Linked DNA regions of Gossypium arboreum: region 1 is linked to region 2. The links are chromatin contacts, called in public Hi-C maps. All regions are on one chromosome and are shown on one strand. Each heading gives the region's core, a stretch centred on a gene start, on an enhancer-like site or on the middle of the called end of the contact. The rest is flanking DNA. Distances are from core to core; before and after follow the strand shown.

The links. A called contact is a pair of places that touch in the nucleus more often than the background predicts.
Region 1: a Hi-C map of leaf shows a contact between it and region 2, with 4 times the contacts expected there. The contact joins the promoter of LOC108464364 here to the promoter of LOC108467137 in region 2. A contact is called at or near these places in 2 of 5 Hi-C or Micro-C datasets (both in leaf).

The regions. Positions count from the first base shown.
Region 1 is chr2:102,753,553-102,760,305 of ASM2569848v2, reverse strand. LOC108464364 (glycerate dehydrogenase) reads right to left here and starts at 3,313. Exons shown (of 13, transcript XM_017764643.2): 1 at 2,998-3,313; 2 at 2,805-2,888; 3 at 2,555-2,695; 4 at 2,158-2,279; 5 at 1,969-2,050; 6 at 1,640-1,712; 7 at 1,469-1,560; 8 at 1,295-1,369; 9 at 1,104-1,211; 10 at 936-1,013; 11 at 814-858; 12 at 558-672; 13 at 151-446. The coding sequence starts at 3,120. The coding sequence ends at 424.
Region 2 is chr2:102,365,553-102,372,082 of ASM2569848v2, reverse strand. LOC108467137 (rac-like GTP-binding protein ARAC3) reads right to left here and starts at 2,732. Exons shown (of 7, transcript XM_017767674.2): 1 at 2,305-2,732; 2 at 1,237-1,324; 3 at 1,033-1,142; 4 at 870-933. The coding sequence starts at 2,403.

The DNA.
Region 1 (6,753 bases), core at 2,064-4,563, 390 kb before region 2:
CGTAAAACGGACGTACAAAGTGTTTAAAAAAATTACAATTTAAGGAGGTTTGGAAAAAATAACACAGCAAAATTATTTGAATAAAAGTAAAAAGTCAACTATTTCACCGGTCTATAGAAATATCTATAGGATGGTCAATGCAACTGCTGATTTATGTATACAAATTTAAATAGTATGATGAACATTGAACAGTGATCGATGAATCCATGAGTGCAAATTCATTTGTTTGATGAAATTATAAAGCTGTTCTCTATTACATACAAGACAGCAAAATGTAAGTAAATAAAAGGAGTACTTTCCCCATGCAACATATACATGGTAATTGCCATTTTCAGTCTAGCATAAACTAAACTCAGCACAACCCCAAACTTCACATTCATAGGAGAAACTACTCGGACCGCAACCCGGACTGACCGTTGGTGCTTATAGCTTTGAAACAGGTAAACCTGAGGGAGAAAACATGATTGATTGATGAATGTGAAGTTATAGACACATATATCATGGCTCCTGCAATTTTGAGAAAGGGAGTGAATAATGTTTCGATACATGAATATTACCTAACGCTTTCGCATTAACGATGCTTGGACATGCAGCAGGAGGTGGAACACTCTCATTCAAGAATGGTTCGACGCGATTTGAATCACCCCAAATTGGATATCCTTTGATCTTGCCCTGTAATGCGGATTGAGAAAGTGTAGCAATGCTTAGAACATTGGCTATCACAGACGAAAAACAAGATATATTTTCGATCCTTTCCCCGAATTAATGCCAAACATATCTGAACTTAAAGAAAGCGAGAAGCAAAACTAGTACCAAGACGTTTAGAGCAGCTAACGTTGCCATTCCCTCACGAGTCCACTGCATAAGCACGAGGAAAAAAAATTACACTCCGGTAAGTCACTTCAACATGATATGTGAATCCTAGTAAACCTTACCTTGGAAGCAGAAGCAATGTGTGGTACGATGACAGCATTCTTCATCTCAGCAAGCCCAGGTTTCATGAAAGGTTCATCCTAAAGCAACACCATTAATCAACAATTATGTACTAAATTGAGGATGGTTTTCATGTGGTTGACTCGAGATTTGAAAGTTCGTAAAGTCACCTCAAAGACATCAAGACCAACTCGGAACATAGGATTTTGCTTCAGATGCTCAACAAGAGCTACTTCATCAATCACCGGGCCCCTGCTACAGTTTACAAGTATTGCTTCCTGCAAAAATAAAATCCACTTCATATTTCCTTGAGCAAGACATACTTTCCAAATGTTAAAGACAAAGAGAAGTTCTCAATCACCTTCTTCATTGTTGCAAGGCTTTCTTTGTTGATCAGATGATAGGTGGTTTTATCCAAGACCGGGTGAAGACTTATCTACAAAAAGAACAGGTAGCAATCCCTCTCAATCGGCATTATAATTCAAAACTTGGATCTAGAAATTACACTAAAAGTTCTGAGCAAAGAAAATCCTACCACATCTGCCTCCCGGAGCACCTCATCCATACTTGATGCTCTTTTCCAGTGAACAGGTTGCTCTCCATTGCTTTTCAAGAACTCACCATAAGCTGGGATGAGGAAACATAAAAGCACCATAAAATAAGAATTGACAACTCGTTAACTTGCAGAAAATGTCTCAAGACATACCTGTGACAAACTTCTCTAGCCGTGTTGATTGGTAAAGATCATAGTAAATTAAGTTCATTTTGAACCCTTCAACCTGTTATAAGATAGGAAAACGAAATGACTCCCATTAATGCAGCAAAGTAGGACCAAAAGTAGAATAAGCCTTGGAAAATATGCTCTTTGCAGCAATATTATATGGTATGTTTCATATCTCAGGAGCCAGGATTTTACACAACTTTAAAATCTACTTCAAAAACCTCACCAACCCAGACAATTTCTATTTATATTGAAGGTTACTATGATCAAGTGTCCTCAAACAATGTCGAATAAATTAGCTAGTAAGAGATTACCATCATTCTGGCGTATGCAGATCCAATACGACCAGCTCCAATTACACCAACTGTTTGTCCTTTAAGCAAGTTTCCCACAAACCTGTAAGAGAGACAAGTGGAATTGTACAAGCATGATGTAAGTGAGTTTTCGAGTTTATCATCGACATAAACAAAAAATGAAATATAAGTAATATTTCGTGGACATACAGATGAGGGAGCCATCCATCATATAAGCCAGCCCTCATGAACTCATCTGCTTCAACAATTCTTCTAGCAGCTGCCAAAGAAAGAGAAGCCGCTAGCTCTGCCGTTGTTTCTGTGAGTACACCCTACACCAAATTATCACCAACATTAGCTCTACTGTTTCTACCCCAAAATTACTGAACCAACATCGTAACCATTTTATCACTACTCAAATCTTTGCAAGTTTATTTATTGTTTTATCATTACAATCCATTGTAGAAGACATATAATCGAACACATGGAGCTTGGCACTTATCCATGTTATGGAAACATACCCAAATATGATTAAACTACCCTATTAAAAAGCTTCAAAGGTTAGAGGGTAAAACTATTTGTAACTAAGTGGGAAAGTGAAACTTACAGGAGTGTTACCAACAGCAACACCATACTTGTTGGCAGCATTAACATCAACATTGTTGTAACCAACAGCCATGTTACTAAATGCTTTGCCTCCTGCTCTGCTTAAAGCTGCAAATAAAGTCTCCCCCCAGTCTTCAGTCAACTGTAACACAAATTCATAACATAAAAAACTCACAAAAAAAAAGGGAAACAAAAAAGAACTCATATTTTTATTTTCTAACTGAAACAAATAATCCCAAGAAGAAAATCACCTGTCCAATCACCCCATCGCACTTATTGCCAATCAAAGAAATGATATCCTCAACGGACAAAATTGTTTTCTTCTCAGTACATATCTGAACAGGATGATGAAAAAAAAAACTTCTTTAAAAACTGGGATTTAATAGAAGAAGAGGAGAACGAAAACAGAGGGTTTAGAGAAGTGAAAAAAAACATATAATTTACTTCGACACGGCAATCTTGCTCGATTAAGAGGTTGATCCATCGAGTTCCAGGCATAGGTTTGGTGCTAATAACTCTGTATTTCCCATTTGGGTTCCACACTTCAATTGAAACTGGTTTTGCCATTGAAACTTGTCACTGAAAAACAGAGCAGAAAACTGAGCTTTTTAAAATTCAGTTACTCTGTTTCTTGCTTTTTATAGCAATGCTTTGGTGTGGTAAAGAACACTGCTTCACAGCGGTCTGTAATATCGCTACCAAAGACTCGAGTTGTAAGTAGTTCGATGTGCTTTTTAGTAAAGTTTTGACCTTATGATTATCGAATATTAAAATTGAAAATTTTGATAAAATCATTGTATATGGTTGATGTTGGTTGAGAATGATGAGGAATAGGATAGCAGTGTCTGTTCCGTAGAACATGTGATTTTGACCCATTTGGATAGAGGGATGGAGAGGGTTGAGGGCTGTGGTGAGTCTGGGATGATGCTTGGGTTTTGTGGTATAAGTTAACTGATGACATGTCTTTTGTTCATAGATGACACGTAAGAGAAGCATTTATCCTTTTTCTCAAATTACGGAAATATCCTTTAATTTAGTGGACAAAATTTGAGATGACAAAAGATACTAGGATGAATCTAAGAAACTTCGTTGGATTTCAATGTATTTTGGTGTTATTTTTAATAATTTTAGATTTTTTCTGGAAATTTGATATAAAAATTTATTTTTATTTTGGCTGAAATAATTTGAATATTTAAATTTATTTTACGATTGAAATGTTCATTTATACATTTAAACTTTCACTCAATTTAATAATTTTATTCATTTATACATTTAAACTTTTACTCAATTTAATAATTTTATCTCTTTAAAATTTCTTAATGACTATAATTGTTAAAAGAATCTTCTATATTTTTCTCTAAAATTAATGCTGAAACATTAACAAAATTTGGCTATAATTAAGATTTTCAGATTCGGATTGATGATTAAATCGGTTAGATCATCAATTCTCGAGTCTAATGGTTCATCCAATTTAATTAAATAAATTATTTAAAAAAATAAAAATAAAGAAAAAAATATTTGACGCCGATTAAATTAGTTCTACCAATTGATATCGGTTCAATCGATCCGATAAACTAATCCGATCTAATTCTAATAGTTGTGGTAGTAAGGCTTGCTTTCGAGCTGATCACTGCTCACCACCCACTTTCATTGCCTATCTTTTGCCTTGATGCCTCTCTCTCTCCTTTTTTTTTTCCTTCTCTTTTTTCACTTTTTTCTTTCTTTTATTTTCAATTCCAAATCATTAACTTTGATTTTGTAACATTTTGATATAACAACATTTAAGAATTCTTTTATTTTGATTCCAAATCATTAACTTTGATTTTGTAATATTTTAATATAACAACATTTAAGAATAAAATTCTAAATAATTCTATGAAAATTAATTGAAAATCTCATAAAATATTTTCAAGCTTTCAAAATCTTAAAAGCACTTGCGTAAAATAGTACAATAAGTTTCTAACGTTTTTAAGTGGATCAAAATCCATTTTTTTAATTTTCTTTTTAAATTTGTATTTCATGGATTTTAACCAAATATCTACCCCTATAGAGGATTGAACTTCTGATTGATCACCAATCATTGAACTTCTGATTGATCTCCAATCTAAAGGTTGTGTCCCTTTTGTCTAACAAACATTTTTTTGCACTTGCCAAATACAAGTTTTTCACCTCCAACAACTCTAAATGGTTAAAATTTACTTCTTTAATATAAATATGTATCAACAATACTTCAAGGACAAGAGATGCATATCCAAGCAACATATGAAGTAAATTAACAAGTAATTATAAAAGAGCTTTATTTTTTTTATCTTTTCTTGTACACATATATTTGTTTTTTATTGAAAATCTTTTACAAGTTTTAAGGTTATCTTGTGCTTAAACTTTGTAAACACCATACCTTTATTTTGGAGAGGCCTTTTTTATTACACTTTAAAACAAGTTTTTTTTTTAGAGGTTTCTAGTTTACTTTTGAAAGCTACAGGGGTTATAACTTAACCTTGAGAAAACAATGGCAAAGGTTTGTAATTCATGTTAGTAAATTTGAAACTCCTTTGCAGGTGATTGCAAGTAAAGTTAAGGGAGATGGTATAAAAAAATGAGACCAAATTTTCCAACCAATATTTTAAGCAATTTAAGCTTGGGTTTAAAGCCTATCAAAACACTGTTGATTAACTACTTGAAGAGGCTTATAAATAGATTGTTTTGTGTCATACATCAAGAGCAATTTTGGAATGTCTTTGTCGGCAACTTTATTGTGTTTTCTTGTGGTAATTTCGTGACACTCTTTTAGATATTATTTGACGAGTTTATTGATTGTATTGTTATGTATTTGGGTGAGTGATCTGTGACAATTGGGGTCGATATTAGGGCTGCAATTACTTTTTTGTGTAAGGGTAAATGCCAATAGGTGATCCAGATGATTGTTGAATATCATTCATTAGGTAATGCTTCGTAGACGTAGGACAATTGTTGTAACACCCCTTGCCTGTCCCTATTGTTGGGATTGAGCTACAGAATGCTACAATGCAAAATAGAACAATTATAGACATTTAATGAATAATTTGAATCCAAAAATCATTAACTACCATCATATAAGTCATTTAGTACAAATTAAACTTTTCCCCGAGCTTTATACGAGCTTTTGTAAGCTCAAAAGTTGACTCGAGATTGAATAAGGACCAAACTACAAAGATTTCAAAAGTTCAGAGCAACGTCGTGGCGTGAGGGAGTTCCTTTTCATGACGCCACCAAAATAGTTTGTCGTGTCACGATGTCAGTCCGTTCGACGTCACAATGTCACTCACTATTTCGACCTTGTTGAGATGACGGGAATCCTCGTCTCAATGTGACATTACAAGCTTTTTCTTGTCGGGACGACCATTATATGACGTTGCAATGTGAATCCTGTTTTTTGTACATTAAGGCCATTTGACACTTATTTATACCAACCAATCAAATAGGCTAAAGAATTCTTTTGACTTCATTTAAACCTGTTTAAAACATAGCAATTCCATGCCAAACCATAACATATATTCATCTAAACAATTCACAAAACCAATATGCCACATTTGGCACCAAATCACAACAATGAAATTGTAACAACTCGATTTTGGGCCTAGTCAAAATAGTGGTCTTGGGATCACAAATCTGGAGTCAAATAAATTATTCCATTATTATTTTGATGTTATAGCATGATTATATGAATGCATGGAATATTTGGTGAAGTAATTTTAACATTTGTGAGCCCAATTGCGAAAAAGGACTAAATCGCATAAAGTGCAAAAGTCCTGAATTGATAGCTAAATGTGTCAAATAGCTAGGGAATAAATATTGAGGGCCTTTAAAGGACAATTAGACAGGGGACAATGAATTGAAAATTTTCAATGTTAGGTAATTGATTTTTGACTGTTTGACTAAAGTAGAAATAAAATAATCAAAAAATGATATCATCTCTTTCACCTCTCCTTCTTCACTGATTTTACCAAAAAAAATAGGGCTTTGGGAGCTTGAAATTTTAGCCACTTAGTTGACTCACAAGTAAGTGATTTCCATACCCTTTGTTGTTGATTTTTGCATTTCTGAGACCCTTGAAGCATAAACTTTCAAATGAAGGTACTATTTTGCAAAATGATTAAGAGATTAGGGTTTTTCCATGAAAGGAATTTTAATATTTTTTGAGTTTTTATGGAAAAAAATGAG
Region 2 (6,530 bases), core at 1,483-3,982:
CGCATTTATAAAAGTTGCGCTTTCTTTTGTCTCATTTTTCAACTCTATCAAGCAATGAATGAAAAGAAATTTACTTTCTTTTTCAATTTTCCATATTTCTACCAAGCATGGTAGAACATCAATGGAAAGAAAATATATTTTTTAAATCTTTTTTTTATTTTTCTACCCTTTCAACTTTCCATCTTTCCGATTTTATTTCCACTCTACCAAGAAAGCCTAAGTTCCACAGGACAACTCAAGTAAGTTTCCCAAACTTGTCATATTAAAGGATTCTTTCAAATGCATTACAAAGCATGCTAATTCGAGGCAAAGTTGGAACAGATGGACTTGTTTCACATTTCTGCAACCACAGAAGTTTTTCCTTACTGAAAATTAGTTAACAACCACTGTGGAAGAAGAAGAGGCTAACCTCTACTGTTTATATAAAGACAAAATGGAGGAAGGTTTGGGCGTAGGGCAATAGTAATTGAACCGTAAAAGGTCTAATTGTTTGCTCTCTTAACAAGAAAACTGAAAGAAAATAGCAATAGTTGTAAGGGTGAAGGAAGCTTTATATAAGTCTTGCAAATAAAACACCATCATATAGAGAAAAACGCTTAGGATTTTAGGTGCTAGAACGGACTAATCTTACGAGGCAAGGAGGCATCTAAAGGACTACACTACTTCAGCCACCAACAGGAACATATGCCCTTCTCTCAATGGCAACAAAAAAGGGTGTTGGAAATATTGCAAACTATAGCATTCATTAGCCTTACCCATAACTCGTTATATGAAAAGAAAATAAGAAAATCATTGCATAAGAGCATACTGAAAGGAACAGATCAAGACATTTTAAAGTATTGAAAATAAAGACTGAAATAGAATCTAACCAAGCTTAGTCCCAACAAGAATAATTGGAACACCAGGTGCATAATGCCTCAACTCCGGAATCCACTGAGGATTCAAAAAGAAGACAACGCATTAGCAGATCAAGTAATTGAAAGTATCTTGTTCAAAAACCGGTGAAAAGCTTCTAATAACAAATAATCTCACTTTCTTAGAAACGTTTTCGTAGCTGGCTTTGCTAATGAGAGAGAATGCCAACAAGAAGACATCTGCTCCACGATAGCTCAAAGGTCTTAATCTATTGTAGTCTTCCTGGCCTGTTCCAAGACAAAATAAAAACAATAAAATCAAACCTACCACAATAAGCATTCTAAGATATGAATAAGGAAAATTAATGGAATTGAAACTTACCAGCAGTATCCCACAATCCAAGATTAACAGTGTTGCCGTCCACAACCACATTTGCGCTAAAGTTGTCAAAGACAGTTGGCACATAATCCTGTTTCCCCAAGATATTGCAGAGGATGTGGAAAACATGTTATAAGCAATATCTCCAAAAGTCATCTTAAAATAATCATAAGAATAAAGCAAGAACTAGGAAATTATGATCATAATTGCATCAATCAACTCTACATGAAGTTAGGTTTACTAAAAGAACAAACTATATTAGACACATTTTCTGGACAAGAGCATGAAGAAGTAACCCTCCAAGGACCCTCCAAATGCATGAAAAACTAGAAAATTTGAACATATACATGCCGGACAGATACTCGTACCCGATTCACACGATTTCCAACTAACATAGATGGCCATAACCCAAGATTCGCAGTAAAGAAAGCACCTATCATGAAATCTCTAAATGAGACTTTCTACCAGCAATAGTTTCAGATTTAGCAATTTTTTTTCTTTCTCCTCCAGCAAAAAAAAGGGGAGTAGCAAGATATAATGTTTCCAGTTTTAACTTTTGACCTTAACTCACTAATTGAAATGAAAACCTACAAGACAAAGAATCTTTATCCTAGATGATGCATCATCAAAACACAAACAGAAGAAATAAGAAGGTATAAACTACAAAAAGGCAATAAATTTTCTGCAAGTTTTTGAAGCAAAAAACCCTAAGAATTTGCTCACTTGAACACAATTTACGAAGAATGATTCTATTATTCAGAAAGATACTATGCCCCAAATTCAAGATTCCAAAGACAAGTACAACCAAATGGGAAAAAGAAACAGAAAAAAAACCCAATAAAGAAAGCAACTTTACCAAAGTTACATTGACCACCAGAAACCAGTGTAGGGTCTGCTTGGTGGCCAAGAAAATAGGGGAAACAAAAAGGGAAAGAAAAAGAAAAGAAAATCCATGAAAATCCAAGTAAAGAAAACGTTAAGGGCCAGCCAAACTTTCTTTTCCATTCCTCATATTTTCTCAGAGACCAAACAAAAAAAAAATGGGTTAGTTTCTTTCTTTTTGGAACTCACAGTAGGGAAAGTATTGCTGGTGTAGGAGATGAGCATGCAAGTCTTGCCGACGGCACCGTCACCAACAGTGACACATTTGATGAACCTTGATGCACTCATTTTGCACCCGCCGGCAAAAGTGAAAGTAATTTCAGAGATGTTCCTCTCCCTCCGCCGCCCCCCCCAAGGTTATCTCTTGCTTCAATTATTGTCCAAAACAATAGGAAAAAAACAAACCCAAAAACACTGAAATGAAGATGAAGATGAAGATGAAGAAAGAAGAAGAAGAAGAAGAAGAAGAAGAAGACGAAGTACTAAGTAAAACTGGAAGACATCAAAGACATTGTCCGAAAGAAAGAGAGAGAATCATTAGGGAAAGAAAAGACAGCTCTTGGACAGCTATCTGCTTACATTACAACAATATATTTTCCATAAATAATTTAGTTATTTTATTTTATTTTATTTTATTATTATACCTAAAAAGTTCATTGAAGGGCTTATTGAGTTATTTCAAGTAGGACATATTTATTTGGTTTTTAATAATAATGTACTTTTAATGATTCGATAAGAATGATTGAATGATAGAAAATGCAATTAAAAGGAAATTAACAGTGAAATAAGAAAGTTCTGATTTTTTAAGTATAAATATCTGAAAATGGGAACAAGTATCAATCTTTTCTTTTAATTTGAAAAAGTATTAGTTGTCCAAAATTATGATTTTAATTTTAATTTCTATCTTTAAATTTTAAAATAATTTTGATATTTTATATGTTGTCATTTGTAATTACTTCTTCTAATAATATTATCTTCAAAAATTAAATATTTGTATCATATCAACCAAATATTTTCATTAGCTTAATTGCTAATATAAGTGCTATCTATCAATTTGTATTTAATGAAATGCGTTTTTTAAAACAGGTGACGTTTACTAGTCGTGTTAACAACTTGAATTTAGTGTTGGAAAAAAAACATGTCATTTTCTTTTAATACGATATATATAAATTGTTCATGTAATAAATATACACATATACTTGTAATTTGGGCTAATTTAGAATAATATGCCCCCTTTTTTTATTTAAACAGGCTTTTAGGCCATTTTTTAAAATTAGAGAAATAGACCATGTTTTAAGAGAGTTGGACGCACCTTTTTTGAACGTTGGCAACGGTAAAAATTTTTAAAGACCCCAACGATAATTTTGTTTTCTATAAATATCAGGCCATTTTTCATTCTTTTCACTCAAATTCAACTCTCTCAATTCTCTCAATTTTTTCAAGTTTTATTCTAAATTTTTCAATATGCTTGTTTAAAAATATTATAGTTTTTATATCATTCATTTTGATTAAATTTTTACGAATGACAACCTCTCTGCTTCGTTTCAACGACAAGCACATTTTCATCGCTCAAGCGACAATTGTAAAACAAAAATTTAAATTTCACTGTTTTCAATTACGTTAAATTTAAAGTTTTTTTATTTTTTAAATTAATTTATTTTGTCGATGTAAATAGTCGAATGATCATGTTTTGGAGGGGTTTATACATAACTTGTCAAAAAGCCTAGATGCCGAAATTCGTGGTTACTTGCAAGATGCAAGATTCTTACATGTGCCTCGTATACTTGTAGGCTACAAACTTGATCCTACACTTATCAGCGCATTGGTGGAAAGATGGAGGCCCGAGACACAATTTTCACCTACCATACAGTGAGTGTACAATCACATTGAAGGACGTAGCTTTACAACTCAGTTTATTAGTGGATGGGCCAATCGTCACGGGGTCAGCAGTCATTCCTAATAAAGAGGACCTTTGCGAGGCATTTTGGGAAAGGTGTCGGATAAGTTTTACAGTGGCCAGATAGATATGAAATTGTTGGAAACCAATTTCAAATATCTTTCTTAGGACACATCCGATATTGTCAAAGAATAATACACCCAATCATTCATTTTGAGGTTAATTAAGGGTATTCTAATGCCCGATAACTCTCGAAATTTGGTATACATAAGGTGGCTACTACACCTAGTCAACTTCAAAGAAAGTGGATGACTAAGTTGGGGATTAACCGTGTTAGCCACGTTGTATCGTAAGTGGTGTCAAGTGACAGAACTGAATAAGATGTCAATCAGTGGTTGCCTGCTCTTGCTACAGTCATGGCCTTAGTGGCGACTACCATTTCTACGCCCCTAAGTAAATGACCCATATACATTCCTATTAGTGACAAGGAGTAGGTCGAAGAATATGTGGAACCACGGGCTGAATTAACATCACTTGAATAGGTGAAACCATGAACCTATATACCTGTTATTTCTTTATTTTATGTTTGAATTAACATATAACTTGAATAAGTGGAATTATGGCCTAGTTACGTAGGACTATTGGAGTAACTTAAAGATATCCAACTGATGTTAGATCAACGCTCGAAAGTCAAGGCTAGTTACTTTTTTTTTCAAACCTATAATCATTATACAATGAGTTGTAAAATAAAATTACGTATATAACAAAATTTAAAATTGTGTACTGCGGTTTAATAGATGCCATATGTCGAGTCAGATATCATAGAATACGTCCTGCTAAAATTTTTGGCCATTCGGAGTATATGAGAACGTAAAGGTGTCGTTGATACTGCATATGATGGTGAAAATGCACAAATCAGGTCAAATAATGTGACAGTTTGGGTGGAAGCAACAAATTCTGCTGCCATCATGATACATGGAAGCATTGTACAAGCTGGATCTGCAGGAAAAAACCGAGGAGAATTGGCTAAATTACCACAAGGAGTACATTGACATTTTGGATCATAGGATAAAATTATTACCTATATACGAACCTTTTTCTCATTGGACATGAAGACCTGTTTGGAGTACATGCCCTAGTTCAGAGTCACCGATAAGCCATATCTACTATCAGTGGAGGCATGGAGTAGGCAACTTAGTCAAAAGAAGCCACGACGAGTGACCTAGCAATATATATCCAAAAGAGGTGTCGTGACGAGTTCGTCACTAGCTCCAACCCAACAAGCGCAACTGATGTCTACGCCACATCTCGATTAGTTTACTTTACTTATTCCTGTTCATTTCACTAACTCCATATTTTTTCACAAGCACCACACTATGCACCATCGCAACACCTTGCTTCTACCCCTTCCGCAGGTACATATTTCGGGGTACCTCCGTCCCCAGCATTTTACGCCCCCATACCGACGCAAATGTCGAGCCATATATCAACGCATGTACTGTTATTTACGACGACACTAATGTCATCATCGATTCTAATATTGATGCTCGGATCAATACTGATGTATCCGAGTATTGCGACATCATACGGTTATTCACCAATAGTGTCACAAACACTCATCGCATCATTATTTTATCAATGTGGGTCATCAGCACCATCTTCTCGTGGAGTAGAGGATATACGATGGAAGGCTAAGACGACATCGCAATCAAGCACGGAGGAAGGAGATGGAGACGAAGATGAAAATAAAATTGATGGTGGAGATGAAGATAAGCATGAGGGTAGAGGTGAAGACGAAGATGACGACAACGATGGTCACGATCAAGTGGAAGAGCCGACACCACTAGTTGTGCACAAAAATCCTACGTGTCAGCCACCGCCTTGCGGCACACATTCAGCCCAATGACGTATTTTTTTTACTTATTGTGATGTAAATATAAATGGCACCAATAAAGAAACAATATTTCTATTACAACTCATATTTTTCTTTGTTAAATTCTAATGTAAGTTATACGTAAATTTCTATATATAATATTTGATATGAAATATGTAACTTTGGATAGGCACCTTTTATCGAACTAGTGATTAATAAAGGTACATGGATTAACTCGTAAAAATGGAAAAAGTTTAATTCCTCGAGAAATAGTAATTGATACTTGAAGTAGCACTTAAACTATCATTTTTTAAACTATATAAATGCTAGTAGGTGGTAACAAATATAGTTGAAATGTAAGTTAAAAAATAATAAAAAAGTTTTTACACAAAATAGGAAACATTGTAATCAATTTTATATCGTCTAGCGATGTTGAAGCCCCAATGTACCCCTTAATACAGAACATGTTGCCTTTGTATGCCCTTGGTTTCTATAGTACCCGCATAACTTCTCCTGATTGTCCCTCTCTCGAACATCTATATTAGTGTGTATCTGAGTAAAATTCGGGTGACTTTTCGGGACGTGACGCAAGTTCATGTTTGGGGCCAACTTGAATAGCACGCTGGGCACTGGTGGCCACATACT